Linked DNA regions of Zea mays: region 1 is linked to region 2. The links are chromatin contacts, called in public Hi-C maps. All regions are on one chromosome and are shown on one strand. Each heading gives the region's core, a stretch centred on a gene start, on an enhancer-like site or on the middle of the called end of the contact. The rest is flanking DNA. Distances are from core to core; before and after follow the strand shown.

Region 1 (5,497 bases), core at 70-2,569, 180 kb before region 2:
CAATGTTGCACAATAACTATAATAATTATAAAAGCATGTTAAATCAATTCAATTGTTGTGCATGGGTGTACCATAGACAGGAAACATACAACAGAAAATCCTTACCCGCTATGTGTCTCGATAGCCTCCACCTGACGGAGTATAATCCAGAGCCAGAATGTGATCATGTGGCCTGGAACAATGGCTGGCCCGACGAAGGAGGGGATGCCGAGTATCAGCACCTCAGCCCAGTGTGCATATGGAGCTGCGAATCCTATTGGCGCAGTGAACTCATGGTGAACACGGTGGATATTCTGGTACCCCCACTCCCCGTGGAGAAACCTGTGGATCCAGTAATTGAGGTAGTCCTCAACAAGGAAGTACACCAGTAGCTGTGCTGCCAACTCCGCAAGGGACGGCAAAGGCAACTTCGTGTGAATTCCCACAAACTGATTTGATCAAAGAAAACGAAATATATGAGATTACAATTTTAGCATGGAAGATTTTTTTCTGCTTTACAATAATAGGCAAACTCAGAGGAATCTTCTAGATAGGACGCATCTAAGAAGGGTTATTGGAGCAGAACCCAGATCAGGAAGTCCTCGAAGGAGAGGAAAACATGCAGGGAAATGTAATTAAAACCTTTTCCTGTATCTACGAAGAGATCGATCAAGGGGGCACAAGAACAGTATGGAAACGCGATATCTTGTACTGAATCCGCCCCCGAGAGGCCGTGATCTCATGAACCAATCAGGTACATTGCGCTGAATCACCGAACGAGCGCAGAAGGATGATGGAAGGGAACCGACCTTGACCGCCGGGTAGGAGACGAGCTGGAGCGGGCCGATGACGAGGAAGAAGATGCGGAGGACGTCCTTGTAGCACCGGACGAACTCGGCCCTGGAGAGCCGCACCCGCGGCTGCAGTTTGTACGGCGAGACCGCGGCCGGGGCCCGGAGCTCGAGGAGCGCGATGGGAAGCGGGGCCACCGTGAAGACGACGAAGAGGAAGAGGATGTTGCAGCAGTAGAGGTGGTAGTCGGACACCCCCGCGGTGTACCGGAACCACAGCGCCTCGGCGGGCGTCATGGGCCGGCCAAGCGCCGCCTCCGCCTCCGCCGCCGTCGCGTAGGGCAGCATCTCCGGCGATCCGAGGGGCCCAGCCGTTCCACGCTGCCCCGGAGACCGATCCGCAACTCCCAAGAAATCAGGGGGCGGTGAATGGGCAGCGCGCTGCTCCCGCCTTTCGCCGGCGCCTGTTCTCTTGGAGTGGAGGAGACGAGAGACCAGGGAGAGTGAGCGGGCCGGCGGAGAGAACGAGCTCCCCAGTCCCCACAGTTTATGCCTGCCAGCTTCAGTCTCTGGCGTGTGGACCCGTCCGCGGTGCGTGCGGCCTTGGCGTGGTGTGACACGAACCGTTGGATGGATCTGGCGTCTCAGTCTCACACGTGGGGCGCGCGTGGGCATGGGGCGTGGCTGGGTGGGTCCATGCGAATGCGAGTCATGTGACAATGCTGTGGGCTATGGAACGTTTGTTCTGGCCCTTCGGGGCGTGTGTCTGTCCCTCTGTCCTGTGAGGTGAAACTTGAGATACGTGTCCAGTCCAGAGGTTAAAGTCGATGCACTGTCGAAAATGATGAGAAAACATCTACATTATTTTTGTTTTCGTATTTTATGAACAGAACAAAACGAAAATCAGCGGTCGAACTATGAGACCGGGTTTGTCGGCTATTCCAAAACGATACTCTCAAAAAGATAAAATGACAAATATTTTATAGTTTTCATAAATACATAATAAAGTGGTATATTGTCTAATTTTTAAGGTATTAAAACAAAAATAATTTTCTTCATATTCATATTATCCAGAGTAACTAATAATTTTTTTCCTTCTTCATTCACTTGAACATAACAGTCCAGCTTACATAGTTTATATGTCAGATATATCTCCCAAGTCGAAAATGAAAATTTTGAAAACGATCGTTTTCATTTTATTTCTAATCGTTTATCAAATAATTCGAAAATGAACGAAAAAATATATATACGGAACATGACGATACGAGATTTTTTCCGTCATCATTTCATCACGTTTAGTGTTCTATCGATGATTCTCATCTCGTCTCACACAACCGAGTAATAGCGGTTGGAATACGTTTGGACTGGATCATAGGTTCCATCATCTCTAATAGATCCTAATAATTCTATTTCTAACCCTTGATTTAGGGAAAAGTAAAAAAATATCCAACATATTTCTATCAATGTTCCCTTTTCTTCCTCAAGAGAAAAATGGCTCCTCCCTTGCGCAAATTTTCGACGTGTTAGCATCGATCTAGCGCCAATCACTAACGAGATGTACCGGCGGCGGTGCTCTCTTCTACAGCGCGGACGGTCCGTGACCCTACGGCAGGAGCGGGTCTTCCCTGTGTTAAACCAGACGATCCGCGCGTGGTGCTTAGACAGTCCGTATATGCGCAAGGGCGGCGGCGATGCCAAAAGCACTTGGATCTCGCCTCTAGGAGGAACCCCGTCAGGGAGGAGAGATCCTAAGATTGTCTTGGGGTCGTCAGTCCATCCAAGATGCCTTTAGACGATGTAGAGTCGAAGAGAGGTGGAGATGGAGATGAAAGAAGGCTACGTTACTGCTACTCCTAGGTCAAGAAAGTGAAGGAATGAAATATAGATTGATTGGTTCGATTGTTGGTGCCCGTAATCGGCCCTGTCCCTTCATATATATAGGGGAGGTCTCAACCCGTTCCTAGGTGTTCCCCAATAGAATCCGCAAGTTTAGATAGATAAACACACACAGAAAAAGGTGTTAAACCGCATGGTCTGATCTACTCGAGGACCGTTGTCACACCCAGTTTTGGAAGACAAACCGAATGCGAATTATGTACGTGTCAGGATCAGAAACTCATGTACACGACGATTATATAATTGGACATCACCACACATTGTTCAAAGTAAATAGCGGAAATGTACTTTATTACATCAAGATGTCCAAGACATCCACATAGTCATTACTTAACATTGTCATTAGTATTATCAAAGTGCGGAAAAGCGAACGTAGCAGATATGGCCTTTACAAGCAGTTGACTGGGGGTTTGCCACTAACATAACTAGAATTCATCGTAGTCCTGGAACTCCTCAAAGTCCTCCATGTTGTCTGCATCTCCTCCTGAGCACTGATTACAGTTGGGGACAACCTGGGGTGGGGTGGTTTTTAAAGCAAGTGTGAGTACACATCAATGTACTCAACAAATATCTCATTTGGCTAAAGTGGACTAGCTGTATGTGGAGTTAAGGTTAAGCAATTGCTTTTAGTTAGTCAAGTATTTATCACTAATAGCATAGCCAAGTTTTAGTAATAAACCAGTTATTACCCAAAAGTACTCCCTCCAAGAGGAAATACTAGAGGTCAGGATTATAATCATCAATATTAATCATCATCATATAAGAGTATCCAAAGTTCTTCTAATCAAAGAGGATCCCAAGGTTGCTCTTAACTATGAGCACGGCTGATATACCAGTTTATAACACTCTGCAGAGGTTGCACACTTTACCCACGAGTCGTGATCCCTTTCCAGCTTGGGTTGTACAGACCCGATCTTCACTACTGAGGTGAATGACCAGGGATACACTACGTAGCCTTTACAAAGACTCCCCTGGTGCATAGCTGCTCGTTAGGTTTCACCAGTCATACATACATAGTACACCTCCCTAAGGTGGGTGACTAACAAAACCAAAACGAATGAACCTCGGCACCACCCCTTAGCAGAGCGAGCACTATGCCTAGACCTCCATTGACGGTCCTCCGGCAAAGCCAACTACACCCCCAGGTTCATCTAATTATTCAGCTAAGGGTGTTCCATTCCACCCTCATGGTTGCACTGTTATCCTGGGTGGTCACTCAACGAACAGGTCCTTATGGAGAGGTACTCAGGAAACAGCCTGAGTTCCCTGAAGTATCACAAGATCATCATCGAGATAACATCATCGTATCATAAAGATTCACATCATAATGGGGATGACAGGCCGGGCCTAGCGGCAGGGGCACGAGTGAGGGGGAAATCCGAGCGGTCAGATTTCAAGCGGGCGGTTGAGATTAGGTTTGGTCTCATTAGATTCGGGCCATCCGATCTTGGACGGACGCCTGGGATCTAGCGGCTAGCTCGGCAAGGTCCCGCCAGTGGTGGCGCCGCTCGCATCAACGGCGGAGGCCCACCGGAGACGAGTGTGCGGGCGCGCTAGGCCCCCGAGACGCCAGGAAGGTCTCAGGGAGGTTTGGGGGATGTGGCAAACGCGGTCACGGGCACAACAACGGCGCAGAGGCGCCGGAGGACAACTGACCGCGGCGGGATGGCTCGGCGGTGGCGCAACTACACTCCGGCGAGCAATCGTGTCCATCCAAGAACAAAGAAAGGATAAATTGGGGGCGGGAAAGGTTGGTTACCTTGAGAGGAGATTCCAGGACCCTTGAACAGTGACAGGGACACGACGAGGGCTTGGGTCGACGGTGGCGGCTCTCCGGCTGCGCGGGGAAGCTCCGGTGAGCACGGGCAGAGAGAACCAAAGGGGAGAGAGAGTAAATTGAGGCACGTCCCGAGTTGCTGTAACACCCTGAATTTGGGGGTATAAAAATTTCTTTCTTATGATCATCCAAATTCAGGTGTTACCCTTCTCTATCTCACTCTAGTTTCTCTCTCTCTAGTTTTCTCTCTCTCTTTCTCTTTTAATTAGAGTTAGTTGTATTAGTGAGGGATTATTTATTTTATTTTGCCCAAAACATATGAGTCATGGAATGTTGCATCATATTGAGCCTAAATATTCTTTGAATTGTTGCACATATTTGATTTGGTTTGAATTTGAAACTTGAATTGAATTTGAATTAAAAATCCTAGAGAAATAAATAGAAAAGGCAATAGAAATTCCAGGAAAATAGAAAAAGCCATTTCAGCCCAGGCCAGCCCATTTAGCCCAGCCCGCGCGCGCCCACGCCTGCGCGCCACCTCTGCCTGACAGGCGGGTCCCGCCTCTCGGCGCCAACCCGTTCGCGCCTCTCTCCCTCTCTCTCTCTCTCTGTCGCGTGGGCCAGACCTGTCGGCGCTAGTTCTCCCGCGCGCACCCGCTCCCCTCTCTCTGTCCCGCCGTCCCCACCTGTCAGCCGTCTCTAACCTCTTGCCCACGATCTCCCCACCGTGGACGCGCCCACGACCGCACGTTCTCTGGCCACGTCCGAGCCCTCGCGCCCCTTTTGAGCCCCGCACCCTGCTCGCCCACCTCCCCTCTCTCATTTGCGCCCTCTGCCCAGCTCCCTTGCCCTCTCTCTCGCTCTATCCGTGCGAACCGAGAGCCCGCCATCGCCTGCCGCCGACTGCCGTTTGTTTTGCGACCACCGTCGCGTTCACGCCCCGTTCAGTGCCACGGTGAGCTCCGCCTCACTGTCAGCTGCTCGGGACACCCTTCAGTGTGCCCCTTCCCTCCCTAGTTCAGCCGACCCGCGCTCACCGGAGTGATTCTCGCAC
Region 2 (5,510 bases), core at 773-3,272:
AGCCTCTTCCATAATTCAAATTCGAGACAGGCTTTGATATCATATTAGAGTGGACATACTAACCTGTTCAACCCAAAATATTAAGTAGTTAGGTAAAGATAAACAATTCACTTATACACTTTAACACCTCTAACTTACCGGTTTCTGGGAAGGCGTTGATGAACATCATCATCTCCTCGCCAGTTAGACCAGAAAATATGCATATCCTTGGCAGTGGTCCTGCAATCTGTGAATTGGACATGCGCCATAGCTAGAGTTCTAGGTAAAAATTTAAGAGTAGGGGATAAAATACCACTTAATATCCGTAAACTAAATTCTTTGCACAGGTATATGCACTAGCATACTAAAGGCTAAAAAAAATAGGTATATGCGTCTTTGATGCAAACCTTGACAGCTTCCAAATCAGGCTGCTCAGTGTGCATGGCATCCCATAAGGTTTGCTTTGTCATCTCCTCTGTACAATGGATCACCTGAGTCAAGCTAAAAGTGTTGTAAGAACAAAATCAAACAGACTTTGATGAACTTTCAGGGTTGCTTCTACCAACTAAAAATTGCAATCACACTAAGGACAAAAACAAGAGAAAGGCAATATAAAGAATACTGGTATAAAGTGAATTATATTGCTAGTGACTTAGTGAGTGTACTGTTGTTGACATTTTTTACAACACAGCACGAATAAAGTAAAGCCTTGTCCATTGAACTCAAATTTATTTCACTTTTTTTCTTGTTAGAGAGTGCACATATTTTTTTTCAGTTCATGTACCATCTGCAATAACGTATAGCAGAATTCTCCAACATTTGCTCATCTCGTTCGAGAAAAAAACATATAGTAGAACTAATTTTCTCTATCATAGAAAACTGACAGCTAACCTAGGCAGAATAATAACTTATCAATGGCAAAATTGTAAAAGATTGCTCTAGTTTGCTGACAGTATATGGAATAAAAAATAAACAAGTGACTTGATCACTCTAATCAACATGTATATGGATAGAGCATTCTTGCATATGTCAGTGACAGCCGATGCATGACTTGCCTTGAGGAATTCACCTTCAAGCTCTTTCAGGAAGGCCTGAATCTGCACAAATTGTGGAACTCACATAAGTTGGAACTGGCAGCACAACACAATTTTTTTACTACTGCCTATGTCACTAAATGCAAGACATAATATTTTTTCTACAACTTCTTTAAACATGAAATGTTCAGGTTTCTGAGCAGATGCCTACATGACAACATGAGAAATTTGGCACCAAAAAGTACACCTGGGGCATATAGAGTATCTAGAACTTGGGTACACGATATACAGGGAGGCCATGTGCTTGGTGGAATCTAACGAAGCACAGCCCTATGTGTGATTGTTTTCAACTGTACTACCAAATATCACTCCCTCTGTCCTGAAAAGAATGCAGTTCTAGCGTTTGACCAAGTTTATACGAAACATCTAGAGTTTATCAAGTTTATACAAAAAAACCTCTCAATATTTATGATATCAAAAAAGTATTATTAGATCCATCATCAATATATCTATTTGGTGTCGTATAGGAGTATTCCAGTACTAAGTATGAATTTCGTCAAACTTTAAATGATTTGACTAAAAGTACAGAGCTAGAATTGCATCCTTTTCAAGGCGGAGGAGGAGGTAGTATCCTTTTTTTCTTTTTCTTTTTTTTCCCTAAAACAACTACTGAGCAGTGAGCGCCACCATTGAAGCGTTTTGGTTCATTTAAATGTAATAGTGCAAAAATGGAGAAAAATACTAATGCTCTGCACATTGACATCACTAACCGTGACAGTTTCGCCTTTCTCAAATCCGATGAGCAGTAGCGCCTGAAATCCACATATAAGAGCATGATATACTGTAATTTCAGTGTTTCCACGTAGTCACATGACAGGCATGCAACGATTTAGAACAACTGCGTCTGCGAGGCGCAACTCACCGGTGGGCCGTACATGGGATCGTCCGCGTTCAACGGCACAAACTTGGAGTCCTCTTCCATCAGCTCGGCCGGAGCTCCTGAGACGCACGGGTATCATCACACAAGTGAACCGAAACCGAGTACTGCCAAACTAGCTGAAGCGCGCAGCCTTCGCCACCACACCAAGCATCTTACCTTCGGGGGGCAGCGATCGGAGCGGGCCGCGCCACTGGCACCATCGACTCCTCAGTGGCGGCACCGAGATGGAGGAGGGATCGCTCGGCACCCGCGCACGATGAGGGGAGGTGAAAGCACTGGAGAGTGCGATGAGCGGGCGCGCGAGCAAAACGGCGGCAGTGGGTGTTGCAGCCATCGGCGAGAAGGGGGAAGACGAAGATATTATCTTCGCTTCTGGATAGTGGTCTCTCTTTCGCGGCAAGCGCCAGCGCGGCAACTTGGCGCGTTGACGCTGCACGCAATTTCAACCGTCCGACCAGCATCCTAGGGCTTCCTCTCACGAGCGGTTGGCCCTGACCGGCCCACTCGTCTACCACAGATTTGGAGTTCGACCACGACGACAGAACCCGCCGTCCGACCCATTCACCCCCGTGGACCGTGCCGGTGCCGCGGCACGCCGCCGCCGCAACGCCATGGGGAAGCGATCCGGCGGCCGGAAGCTTCCGTTCTTCACCAGATCCTCCTCGTCCTCCTCCAAGCGGAATCGCTCCGGGCGTCGCCTCCCTTCCCCCTCCAAGCAGGACAACGCGACGAGGGCTCTTCTCGCCTCCCCCACCGCCGCCTCGCCGTCCGCGACCCCGGACTCTGCAGCGGCGGGGCAGACCGCCCAGCCGCCCTCTCCCCTCTCAGTCACCGCGGGCGCCGGGGGTGCCTTGTCGGGGAAGATCACCAAGAAGAAGCCCGGCGCGCGCCTGTGGATGCGGCTGGACCGCTGGGGTGCCTCCGAGGTCGTCGAGCTCGACAAGGCCACCATAATCCGCCGCGCTGGCCTTCCCTCGCGCGACCTACGGATCCTTGGTCCCGTATTCTCTCGCTCCTCCAGCATCCTCGGTGAGCACACCCCCTTCTCCCTGCCCTATTTAATATTCGGTCCTTCTTTTGTGGTGATAAAAGCAAGAAGACGCAAAACTTTGGTATTGTACAAGTAATTAACAACGATTTATTCTGCAGCTAGGGAGAAGACAATGGTGATCAACCTCGAATTCATCAGAGCGATAGTTACTGCCGAGGAGGTGCTCCTGTTGGACCCTCTCATGCACGAAGTGCTCCCTTTCGTTGATCAATTGAGGCAGCACCTGCCTCTGAGGAGCCTTGTGGGTGGGAATGGTGAATGTGCCCCTGATGGCAATGGAGAAAAACAGGGGGGCTCGCATGGAGGCCAGGTGCCCCGTCTTAATGAGGCGACCGGGGCAGAGCATGAGTTTCCATTTGAGTTCCATGTGCTGGAGGTCGCGCTCGAGATTGTGTGCTCATCGTTGGACCTTAGCGTTGATGACCTTGAGAGGCATGCTACTCCAGTGCTTGACGAACTGACAAAGAATGTGAGCACAAGGAACCTTGAGCGAGTGCGGAGCCTTAAGAGTCATCTTACCCGTTTGCTTGCCCGTGTGCAAAAGGTATCATTAAAGAAAGACTATGTGTGCTTAATTCCTCAATCTACCTGAATTTGAACAGTGTATAACCATGGTTGTTTCTTATTGTCGCATGTCAATTTTGTTGATCAAAAGGCCATTGCATTATATTACTAAGATAATCCTAATTAATTGGTTTCCAACAGTCTATTCTATTTGCAAAAATGGAGGTATGGTTGAGTTCTTCAAACAGCCTGTATACCTTGCCTATTTATGACTGTGCTGCTTAGATTGCCTCATGATGTGAATTGTTGTAGTTTTAGTTGCTTTGTGCATAGAGTCACAAACGAATCCAGCTTGACTGTTTGCTCTGATCTTCTTATCTGTCTTTATGCTCATGCAAAAAGAATTGCTTGATGTACTTACAGTTGTGTATCCATGTGGATTGGTAAAGGAGGCATGATTAATTTTAGCTGCAGGAAGACAAATAGAAATAAGCCATTGCAATTTGGTTTTTGGTATAAACTGTAGGGTTCTTTTTCGTTCTCTCTTGAGCTTATTGTTTACATCATATTGTGGTGAGCTGCTGAGTGTTTCTGTTGTGCTTGTGAGAATCTTGGTAATATTTCATATGCTGCTGTACTGGGATCTGTTATGTATTTTTGCATCATATTTTATCAGGTCAGGGATGAAATAGAACATCTTCTGGATGATAATGAAGACATGGAACATCTGTATCTAACAAGGAAGCAAGTACAAAACCAACAGGTTGAGGCTTTAATGTCATCTGCTGCTTCCAACAGCATTGTTCTTGCTGGACCTGGTGTGCCCAGGTTGAACTCTAGCTTCCGGCGTAGCTTGAGCGTTGCTACGAGCATGCATTTGGATAATGATGTGGAAGACCTAGAGATGTTACTTGAGGCCTACTTCATGCAGCTGGATGGAATTCGCAACAGAATCTTGTCGGTTAGTCTCTTTATCCACACTGAAATATAAATGTAGAATATGTTCTCCTGTATTGTGGGTTCTGTAATTATATGGTGCTGTCTCATGATACATAAACATAATCCACTTATGCTAGAGAGAATACACTTGCTAAGATATATACCTTTTGTTTTCTGTCAAACAAGAACTCAGTTTATACAAGTAGGACCGTATTCTTTTATCATTTCTGATTTTTGGTGAAGAAACCATTCGTTTTGGTGTTTTCATCAATCCATCTATTCATCTGGATGTGGATGCTGATTTGTCCTTGAAATTAAAACAGGTTCGGGAGTATATTGATGACACAGAAGACTACGTCAACATTCAACTTGACAACCAGCGTAATGAACTAATCCAACTCCAGCTTACACTGACCATTGCATCCTTTGGCATAGCTGCCAACACTTTCATTGTTGGAGCTTTTGCAATGAACATCCCGAGCTCTCTGTACAACACCGATAACACCCTCTTCTGGCCATTTGTCGGGGGTACCTCATCCGGCTGCTTTGTGATCACCATCCTCTTGTTTGGGTATGCCTGGTGGAAGAAGTTGCTGGGTCCTTGAACACGAAACAAGATGGCAGAGGGCCTTGTCATGTTTGCAGAAAGGGAGCAGGCGCTCGAAGGATATTAGAGAACCGTGGGGATAGCATGGAAACCGTATATAACATCTCACTGAGTGGCCCATAAGATGAGTACATGTGATTTCTCATTAGCATAAATGAGATGGTGTTGATCGATATACTTTATTGTTAACATCATTAGATTAGATCTTGCTGGCAATAGAAAAATGTTGCCATGCGATTTTAAGATCCAGCAACGGTTGGTTTTGCTTACAGATTGCTTTTCTTTCTAGTCTTGGAGGTGCCATCTTCGGTGCTTCAGTTTTTGGGGAATCGGCAGGTAATGGTTGTTTAGCCGAGTATAGTCACATCTAGTGCCCAGTTTACTGGTCGGTCTCCCCCACCTGACGAATTGTAATAACTCTCATGATGAGTTGGTTGCTCAGTTGAGCCCAATCTT

The links. Hi-C and Micro-C count contacts between places; a contact is called where the count stands out from the background.
Region 1: a contact with region 2 is called in a Hi-C map of leaf, with 9 times the contacts expected there. The contact joins the promoter of LOC100282314 here to the promoter of LOC103637617 in region 2. A contact is called at or near these places in 17 of 25 Hi-C or Micro-C datasets (bundle sheath, ear, endosperm and 5 more) and 2 of 3 datasets of contacts at active chromatin or transcription factors (leaf and seedling).

The regions. Positions count from the first base shown.
Region 1 is chr1:87,198,823-87,204,319 of Zm-B73-REFERENCE-NAM-5.0, reverse strand. It overlaps LOC100282314, which reads right to left and starts at 1,319. Exons shown (of 5, transcript NM_001155226.1): 1 at 789-1,319; 2 at 106-428. The coding sequence starts at 1,118.
Region 2 is chr1:87,022,874-87,028,383 of Zm-B73-REFERENCE-NAM-5.0, reverse strand. LOC103637617 (putative magnesium transporter MRS2-G) reads left to right here and starts at 2,022. Exons shown (of 4, transcript XM_008659876.3): 1 at 2,022-2,982; 2 at 3,103-3,548; 3 at 4,185-4,469; 4 at 4,771-5,510. The coding sequence starts at 2,565. The coding sequence ends at 5,052. It overlaps LOC100278262, which reads right to left and starts at 2,315. Exons shown (of 8, transcript NM_001151594.1): 1 at 2,110-2,315; 2 at 1,936-2,012; 3 at 1,784-1,825; 4 at 1,035-1,076; 5 at 387-470; 6 at 139-226. The coding sequence starts at 2,287.